2 separate regions of the Mus musculus genome follow, and region 2 is linked to region 1. A link is a contact called in public HiChIP or PLAC-seq data. All regions are on one chromosome and are shown on one strand. Each heading gives the region's core, a stretch centred on a gene start, on an enhancer-like site or on the middle of the called end of the contact. The rest is flanking DNA. Distances are from core to core; before and after follow the strand shown.

Region 1 (4,583 bases), core at 1,725-4,224:
AGGAAGTTTGTCACAGGCTTGAGGTCAGTGAGGCTACACACTGACACCTCTCTCTAAATAGGAAAAGGGGCAAAAGAAGCAAGTGAAAAAATAGTTGGTGAAACCTCCAAAGAGGCTGGCCAACAGGACAGGGACAACAGGAAGTGGTGGCCGTGCACACATCACAGTCTTGTAGGCAGAGGAGTGAGGGATGTACCAGATCTGCAGAATTGGTAGGTTAGGGAAGGAACTTTGCCAGAAGGAACCACACAAACAGGAGAAGTGTGAACAATTCAAGGGATGGAAAATCCAAGGCCAGAGTGACAGCGAGGTCTAACAGGGAGCATGAGCGAAGGCTTCAGAGTAGTGGGAGTGGGAACAGGCGCTTGTGTGCAGCCTCATGGGTAAGGTACAGAGGAATACACCTTATTGGCAGTGGCAGGGCCTCAAGACTAGAGCAATCCAGAACCGCAAGATTGGGGACTCAGAACTTGGAAAGAAATGTGGCGCATAGACCATGTGGTTCCTAAGACTGCAAGCAGCCTTTCCATCAGTTCATCTAAGGGGGTGCGACCACAAGCCATCAATCATGGTATAGTTCATTTCAAACAAGCTAGGGGACAACAGCGTTGAGGGGCTTTTGGGTTTCGGAGTTGCAGATTAGGCACAGGAGACCAAGGGAGGAAAGTCCCTGTGGGTGTGGTGTGTGCCCCTTGTAGAGACCAGGAGAATGCGTGGGTCGCAGCAAGACCAGGCCAGGTGTCTTGGTTGCTTTTCTATTGCTGTGACAAAACACCATGACCAAAGCAATGCTTATAAAGTGAAGCATTTGCTCTGAGGGCTCACGGTCCCATGGCCATCAAGGCAGGGAACATGGCAGCAGGCAGGGCACACAGGGTTCCACAGCAGGGATGAGTGCTCACATCTTGAAGCAGAAAGACATTACTGACTGAGATTGATGTGAAACCTCCAAGCCCACTCCCTGGACACAAACAGTTCCACCAACTAGGGACCAAGCCTTAGGGGGCATTCTTATCCAAACCACCACATCCACTCCCTGGCCCCCTTAGGTCTGTGGCCATATCACAAGTCAAAATGCATGTAGTTCATCTTCCAAGGTCCCTACAGTCTTTCACTTTCAACAGAGTTGAGTAGTCCAAGTCTCTTGTAAGACTCAAGGCAGTCTCAAGCCTGTAACCCCTATAAAATCAAAATGCAAGTCACATATGTCTAACACACAATGGCACATAATATACATTGCCATTCCAAAAGGAAAGAAAGGGGGCAGAGTGAGAAATGCCAGGCCAAAGCAAGACCGAAACCTAACAAGGCAGAGTGTAACTGTCTTCCCGAAAACAGCATGGCCAGACCTATCACAGCTCTGAGCCTCCCCATGAGTCCAGAAGACTGAAGTACAAGGCAGTGGGTAGACTGTGACAGCGGTGGAGAGGAAGAGGGCTCTTGCAGTGTCCTGGAGCCAGAGTGCTCTGACTGTGCTGTGCAGTGAGGAGAGTGCTGCAAGCCATTACACCACCATAGGTGCTGAGCACAGCACAGTAGAGGCCAGTGAGGCTGGGGTGCAGCCCAGTGGGGAAGTCCTTGCCAAGCAAGGACAAGACTTTTGGTTTTCTTTTTTTTTTTTTCTTTTTTTTAAGATTTATTTTCTTTATGTATATGAGTACACTGTAGCTCTCTTCAGACACACCAGAAGAGGGCATCAGATCGCATTACAGATGGTTGTGCGCCACCATGTGGTTGCTGGGATTTGAACTCAGGACCTTTGGAAGAGCAGTCAGAGCTCTTAACCACTCTCCAGCCCTTGGTTTTCTAACTTTGTAAAAATATTGTTACTCTACCTTCAAACCATGCAAAACAAGCATAGGTCAAGTAAAGTAGGCTCTACTTTGCCAGCCCCTGCCAAGATTTCCATGCCCAGGTGAGGAGTTAGCAAGGCATTGTTTGAGATAAATTCAGAAGTCTGGATCGAAGTCAAGTCTGAAGTCCCTCTTTTCACTCGTGTGTTGAAAAGGGAGCCACACACACACACACACACACTTTTCAAGTGTGACCTCTGCAGGTCTGGGTGCTGCTGCTGAAGGCTCAGTTGGAGGTGGTAGAATCGGAGCTTTCCAGGCCTGTGTACAGTGTCAGCTCCATGCCGCAAGGATTGACTTGTTCAGTATTGTATTCCTGGCTCTTGGAACATGGCTAAGGCTATGCTGTGGTTGGCTCTGGGAGCATCTGGATCTCTTAAGTCACTAAGCTTTCTGTTTTATGCTGTCCTTAGTGACACTGTGTGGCCACTACTGTCCTAAGGGCTTTTTGTAATTCCTTACTTTAGCCCTGCAGATGATCTGCCAGGATTGGGCCCAGCTGGGGTGTTAGCAACCCCAGGTGATGCACCGCCAACACTCCATCTCCCAACACATGAGGCTTTGCCTTTCTCTGTTGCGACTCTTTAAAGCTCCATCACCTTTTGGCAAACATTTTCAGGCCAGTTTGCCAGATCTGCGGACAAACTTGCCAAACTGTATTGTAAGAGTATAGTCCATTGCACACCAGTTGTGTCTCAACAAAGTTGACTTTTTAAACAACCTCCTCACAAAGACAAGCCTGACAGGCAGCTGTAAGTCAAGAAGGAAAAATTGGAGACAGAGTCTAGCCGCTCCTAATAGAACTAAGAACAGCTCTATGTTTGAAGCTGTTTGATCAAGCTCTGTTTTTACTCCAATTTTCATCCCCAGGGAAAGGAAAGTCTCTCCAACAACGTAAGGCCAAGCCTCCGAAGAAGCAGGAGGAGAAGGAGAAGAGGGGGAAGGGGAAGCCGCAGGAGGATGAGCTGAAGGACGCTCTGGCCGACGACGACAGCTCCTCCACCACCACAGAGACCTCCAACCCCGACACAGAGCCACTCCTCAGGGAGGTATGTGGGCGTTCACAGTGGGGCCTCAGACTGCCTAGCTCAGTACACATTAATGTCTCCTGTGTCATGTCTCTCCTCTGAGCATGTGTCCTGTGTGTTCAACATGCCTGCACTCTCCCCTGCAGAAACCAGCCCAGCTCTGAGGCTGGGTGACTTTGTTCCCCCCACCCCCACCCCTGAGAAGAGCATTTAGAAATATTAGAAACTGAACCGCTGCTAAAGTTAGCGAGCAGCAGGGTAATTAGCATCACACTACCTCATGAAGTCTGTTCGTGGCTGTAAATGTCAAAGAGGAGAAGGAACTGGACCTATTCACTGTCTAGTAATGCTGGGAACAGGGCTCAGTAACAGCCCACCCCCAAGGCAGGGGCAACAGTGGCTCTCCCAGAGGGAGTCATGTAACTCGTCTTTGCTACTTTTTGGGTTCTTCTTTTTTCCACCCTTTGTCCAACCCTCACCCCTCATCCCCATTTTACCCCCTAACACTAGATAAGAGAAAAACAAGGATAGAGGAGAAAGAGATCTCTGAGCCTAATTTCTTTCCTTTTGTTTCTTCTTTGAACATGGCCACTAACAAACCACAACCAAACCTCACTAAACGACCAGTAACCACCCAACCCACCTCTCGGGGCCTTCGAATTTATGTTCCCTCTGAAAAGTTCCTGGAATTCCAAACACCATACAATCACAGAAATTATTTGCATCTGGAAAACCATACTTCTTCTAGGGCACAAGGCAAATCACGGTCAGCTGCTATGGACAGTCCGAGCAGCCCTTCAACCTTACACCTAGAGTTAAAACAGAAACATTCTTATTTTAAAACATTCTTTTTTAAAGAAACTGGAATATAAGAATTCTCAAAACTGTCACTACAGAGTAGGTTCAAGATGCCGTTAGTGGTCACTGGAACCAGAGCCCAGCCTAGGATACATGAGCACATGAGGTCAGCATCCAGCAGTGACATACCATTCAGAATAGTGCAGCAGAGCCCAGCATGCCACCACCACACCCCACCCCCCCACCACCACACCCCCACCCCCCCCCCCCCCCCCGTGCACGTGTCCAGCAGTGTGGCTTGTAAGTGCTGAGTGGAAAGGCAGGCTCCAACTCGTTCTTGTTTTAGGTGAGTGTGTTCAGATCTACACTGCGGATCAGAATCTGGCTTCTGGTCTCCATCTAACGGCCTAAAAAATCAGTTCACAAGCAGTCCCGGCTCTGTTCCCTGGGTGATTTCATGTTTCACATAGGATGCGCATGTCCCACTGTCCCTTTGCAGTGCCTTGCAGTTGGCCTGGTGCCCTGTCTAATCCCATTTCATTTGTAACTTGTGCTGGAGCATTGGACTTAGTTCCCATTTTAGCAAATGACTAGAGAAGTATAGCATCTTCTGGCAAGCCGGTACTGAGACATATACCCACAGCACGGGGAGAGTACTGAGACATATACCCACAGCACGGGGAGAGTACTGAGACATACATACCCACAGCACGGGGAGAGTACTGAGACATACATACCCACAGCACGGGGAGAGTACTGAGACATACATACCCACAGCACGGGGAGAGTACTGAGACATATACCCACAGCACGGGGAGAGTACTGAGACATATACCCACAGCACGGGGAGAGTACTGAGACATATACCCACAGCACGGGGAGAGTACTGAGACATACATACCCA
Region 2 (4,442 bases), core at 1,080-3,579, 180 kb before region 1:
ACGTCAAAAGCAGACCTAACTTCCAGGTTCTCCCAGCATCCCTCAGTCCCAACCTGTTACCGGGTACAGCTGCCATACCTGGCCCTCTATCCCCAAACTCTCTTCCCTATACAATCCAGACATTTCAATTACCCATGCTTTTTTTTTTTAACCCTTTTGCCCCCTTGGCCGCTGTACCTGGTTCCCTGTCTCCCACTCCTTGGCTCTCCTCACTTGCTTCAGGGTCGGGCTCACTCTGAAATGTCCCAGATGTCCCTATCCCTGGCTTTGTTATCTATAATAAACTTTCTCCTTTGCCACACCTAGAACCAAGTCATGCCCTTTGCTTTTTTTTTAAATTTTAATAACACAGTTATTTTTATTGAAAAACAAATTATGCAATACATTCTGGTCATGTTTTCCATCCCCAACTCCTCCCAGATCCTCCCCTCTCCCTCTCTACCCAACTTCATGTTTTTTCTCTCTCCTAAAGAAAGAAAGAAAGAAAGAAAGAAAGAAACACACACACACACACACACACACAAAGAAAATCAAAACAAACCAGCCAAAGACTGATAAAGAAAAAAAAAAAAAAGCAAAATGAAACAAAAAGCGCTCCAAGTACCATTGAGTTCATTTTCTGTGAGCCAACTATTCCTTGCAATAATAAAAATATTTTTAAAAAATGTAAATCATGCATGTTGCAGCTTAGTCCTCAATGAAATGATGTTGGGAGCCAGTTGTTAAGCTTCAAACCTGGGACAGTTGGCTGAAGTGTCTACTTTACACGGCAAAGCAGAGCTGGTTCTCCCAGCATCCCTCAGTCCCTACCTGTTACAGGATACAGCTGGCATACCCCGTCCTCTACCCTGAACTGTACAGCCTAGCGGCCGTGCTGCCTTCCCCCAGAGGCTCTTCCCTATATAATCCAGGCATTTTTGGTTACTCTCCCCTTTCCTTTCTGCACTGTTCACACCTTTGACCTCCTGGCTGTGGTACTTGGTTACTTCCCCCTACTCCCCACCCCTACCCATTGGTTCAGGGTCATAACCACTCTGGACTCTCCCAGACGTGACTGTCTCTGGCTTTGCTCTCCTGGCAATCCCACCCACATCTATAATAAACTTCTCCTCCACCATGCGTAGGAACAGTCATGTCCTTCCCTTTTTATTTCTTTTCTTCACTCACGGATGACTGTAAGAGACCACGGGGTGCTGTTTTCCTCCCTAGCTGGGCTATTTGGTATTTGATTCCCACTATGGTTTGACTTCTCGATGGTGACAAAGGTGGCTTAAAGGACCGAATGAGTTAAGTCTCTGGGGAGTGTGATTGCTCTCTTGGGACTCAATTAGTCACAGTGAGAGTGGCTTGTTACCCAGTGACTTTGCCTTGCTCCTCTGGCCCTCTTGCGTGTTTGCCATGCGATCTCTCCCACAAGCATCTTCCTCTTCTACATGCTGCACTCAGCCCTCTGGCATGAGCTTTTTCTATGTAAGGGGAGACCAGCCAGTGTGGCTGTGACTTAGAGAGTGGACAAACAGATGGACTAAGCAATACTGGAGTTTAAGCCCTGAAGCTGTGTGTGGACTAACCCTCTTTATTTCAGGTGTTTTGTTATAACGACACAAATAAAGACATTGTTTTCACTTATTTTGAAAAAGTCAGCCCCTGCAAAACTTGATGCTTCTCTTTGTTTCCTTTCCAGTTAGTTACAAGGACAAGAAGCCATTTAGAGGAGAAAGGTTCATTTGGTTTACAATTCCAGATCACGGTCCATCACAACAGGAAAGCCAAAGCAGCTGACACAATTAACCACATCCAAGTCAAGACAGAGACTAAATGCAAGAATTCTTCCCCTCAAAGGGTTCTCTCCTCTTTATTCAGTCTAAGGCCCAGTCCTGGAAATGGTTCTTGTGGTTCTTTCGTACCTCAGTTACCTCAATTAAGAAAATTCCTCACAGACATGTCCATAAGCCAAGCTAATCTAGACAGTCCCCCCCTGTGAGTCCCTCTCAGAAGACCCCCGACTGTGTCAAGGCAACATGTAAAGCTATCTCTCTACTCCACCATAGCTCTCCAGCCTGCTGTAGCCCAGCCAAAATGGCCTTATAGTGGTTTTTGTTTGTTTACATTTTTGCCTTGTGGAGGCATATGAAATGTATGACCTTTTTCAGCCACCAGGCAGAGGAACAGGCTGTGTTGTGTCATCATGGCCTCCACATAGGCCAGCTTTGCCATCCGCAGAGACAGCATCTGATAATCCTCACTTTAATTGCAGTGCGAGCATTGGTAGCACCAGAAAAGTCCGGACTCTCCGCCCACATTCAGTTCCCTACTTAGGACTTAACAAGCAGCCACCAGAAAGTGAAGCTCCCAGGGTATGCAAAGCATTTCTGGGCACTTCTGGTTTTGAAACTGTGATTTGAAGAGGGCGGTTTCCCTTTTATCTGAGAAATCACCCCAAAGCAAGAAGGAGACTGAGAACAGGAACAGGACTCTGTCTTCAAAGAAATGAAAAGTTATCTGTAACCCCAAATCGAAACAGAAGAGGAAGGGCATCCCTTGGGGAATAAAAGTCAGGGCAGCCTCTGGAGAAACAAGAGAGAGTGGCCAGGCTCCAGACATGATCAGCAAGGACAAAAGAAGGAGAATTCCTCACAACAAAGACACACTCTGAGTTACAAAACCAAGGAGTCCATTGCGAACGGAAGAACGGAAGAACGAGCAAGCTCAAGATTCCCGAGTCCTAACAATAGGAAAGGCGGGGCTGAGAGAAAAAGGGCCCAGACAACGTCGGTCTTCACAGTGACATGAAGGCAAGATGTGGGGGAGCCAGCCTGGCCTCTGTGAAACCCTGTCTCAACAGGGTTGGTCCTCAGCACCCACATGACAGCTCACAACCTCCTGTAACTCTGTCTTCAGAGGGTCCTATGCCCTCTTTGGGCCTTTGCCACTGTACACACATACACGGTGCAGACATACAGGATCAAAATACCCATACACATCAAATAAAAATAACTTAAAAAGAAGAGGAGGAAAACGACACATTAGTCAGTTGTCAATCCTGGCACTACAGGGTAATATCAGGATCCAGTGAGTGAGAAAACAGCTCCTACATCCTCCCCCCAACTGAAGAGAGAAGAGGGGAGTTGTTTGTTATGCATGTTGAGGCGTATGTATCTATTCATAAGAAAAGGCTAAGACGTCAGGACTTCGAGAATGTTCCAGGCGGAGGAATCACATACAAAAGTGATAGATTATTTCTCCATCAGCAGAATGAGCCAATTCAAGCCAGATCAGATTATATTAAAGGCAGGTTTATTGGGAAGCTGCTTTCAGACGAGTTCACTGGCCCCAAAGACAAGGGCTAGGAAGTAACGGGGGGGGGGGGGGGGGCGGGAAAGAGAGAGAGGAAGACCAAAATGTCTGGCTTATATAGGGAAGAGCCTGGGGGGATTGAGGGGGACTGGAAAGTTCAGGGTTGGAGTCAAGGTGTGCCAGGTAAGGACTGTGGGATGCTGGGAGAACCTGGAGGCCAGGTCAGCTTTGATATGTAAAACATGTGCTTCCGTCCCTTGGGGGGTCGGGGGTCTGAAACCAAACAAAAAGGATCTGGGCGGAAGAATCAGGTCTATCAATCGCTTTGCTGAGGAGCACTCACTTTCAACTTGACACACAAATGACTTTCTTTGTTTCAGGGTTAAATCTCATTAGCATTGCCACAATAGGGCTATGCTAAGGAGACTTAGTAACAATCACTAGAGCCTCTCCGGTGTATTGCCTAGTGGTGCACAGCAGGACTGTGCAAGCCCGGAGGATCCTGTAACAGGAAGAGACTGAGGGATGCTGGGTCTTTATCTGTGTTGTTTGTTTCTAGCGTTCTATTGGAAGCTGCTCATTCGGTGCTAGAAATGTAGAGAGTGGCGCCAAGAAGCTGAACGGTTACCTTTAGTTCATTCAACGGCAGCATGTGCTAGCAGTTCTGGAACCTTCCTTAGATAGGCTAACTGCCTGTTTGCTGCGGTGGCTTTCTCAAAGTTCCTCCTATCTGCCACCATGAATGTTGTTGAATAATCCCCAGGACAAAGTTCCGAATTAGATGCCAGTGAGCATAAAGAGTGAAGGTGGCCAGGGCCCTGCCACCAAGGAGTCCTCAGCCTAGAGAGGACTGACAGGAAGCCACAGGGCCACATGGTGAGTCCAGGATCCTGTGACTTCTCGGACTCAGCTTCTCAAAGGCAGAAGTAAAGTTTGAGGGATGATGATGGAGGGCCACTTGGAGGAGATGTCACAGAGACACTGAGGCTCTGAAACTTACAGCCCCCCCCCATGCTGCTATGTAATTAACCCACCAAACCATGACAAAGAATTAGCACTTATTTAATTTGGCCTGTACTTCATTTTATTCCTCAAAGATCTGAGAAAGTTTACAAGAACATGCAGCAGGATAGGAATGAAGCGTG

Evidence for each region. HiChIP or PLAC-seq counts read pairs in DNA pulled down with a chosen protein or histone mark.
Region 2: a contact with region 1 is called in an H3K27ac HiChIP or PLAC-seq map of embryonic stem cells, with 11 read pairs. The contact joins two enhancer-like sites. A contact is called at or near these places in 4 of 115 datasets of contacts at active chromatin or transcription factors (double positive thymocytes, embryonic stem cells and large pre-B cells) and 1 of 9 other capture datasets (adipose tissue).

What each region holds. Positions count from the first base shown.
Region 1 is chr1:36,802,787-36,807,369 of GRCm38.p6, reverse strand. Tmem131 (transmembrane protein 131) reads left to right here. Exons shown (of 41, transcript NM_018872.2): 32 at 2,724-2,902. Among named protein-coding and RNA genes, the nearest start is that of Zap70, 43 kb to the right of the region's middle. Within about 2 kb of position 2,974, at least 17 of the 459 cell types and tissues checked have an H3K27ac peak or open chromatin away from gene starts, as enhancers often do. A contact at or near this core is called in embryonic stem cells, where this site is marked.
Region 2 is chr1:36,985,263-36,989,704 of GRCm38.p6, reverse strand. No RefSeq gene overlaps it. Among named protein-coding and RNA genes, the nearest start is that of Vwa3b, 42 kb to the left of the region's middle. Within about 2 kb of position 2,329, at least 51 of the 459 cell types and tissues checked have an H3K27ac peak or open chromatin away from gene starts, as enhancers often do. A contact at or near this core is called in embryonic stem cells, where this site is marked.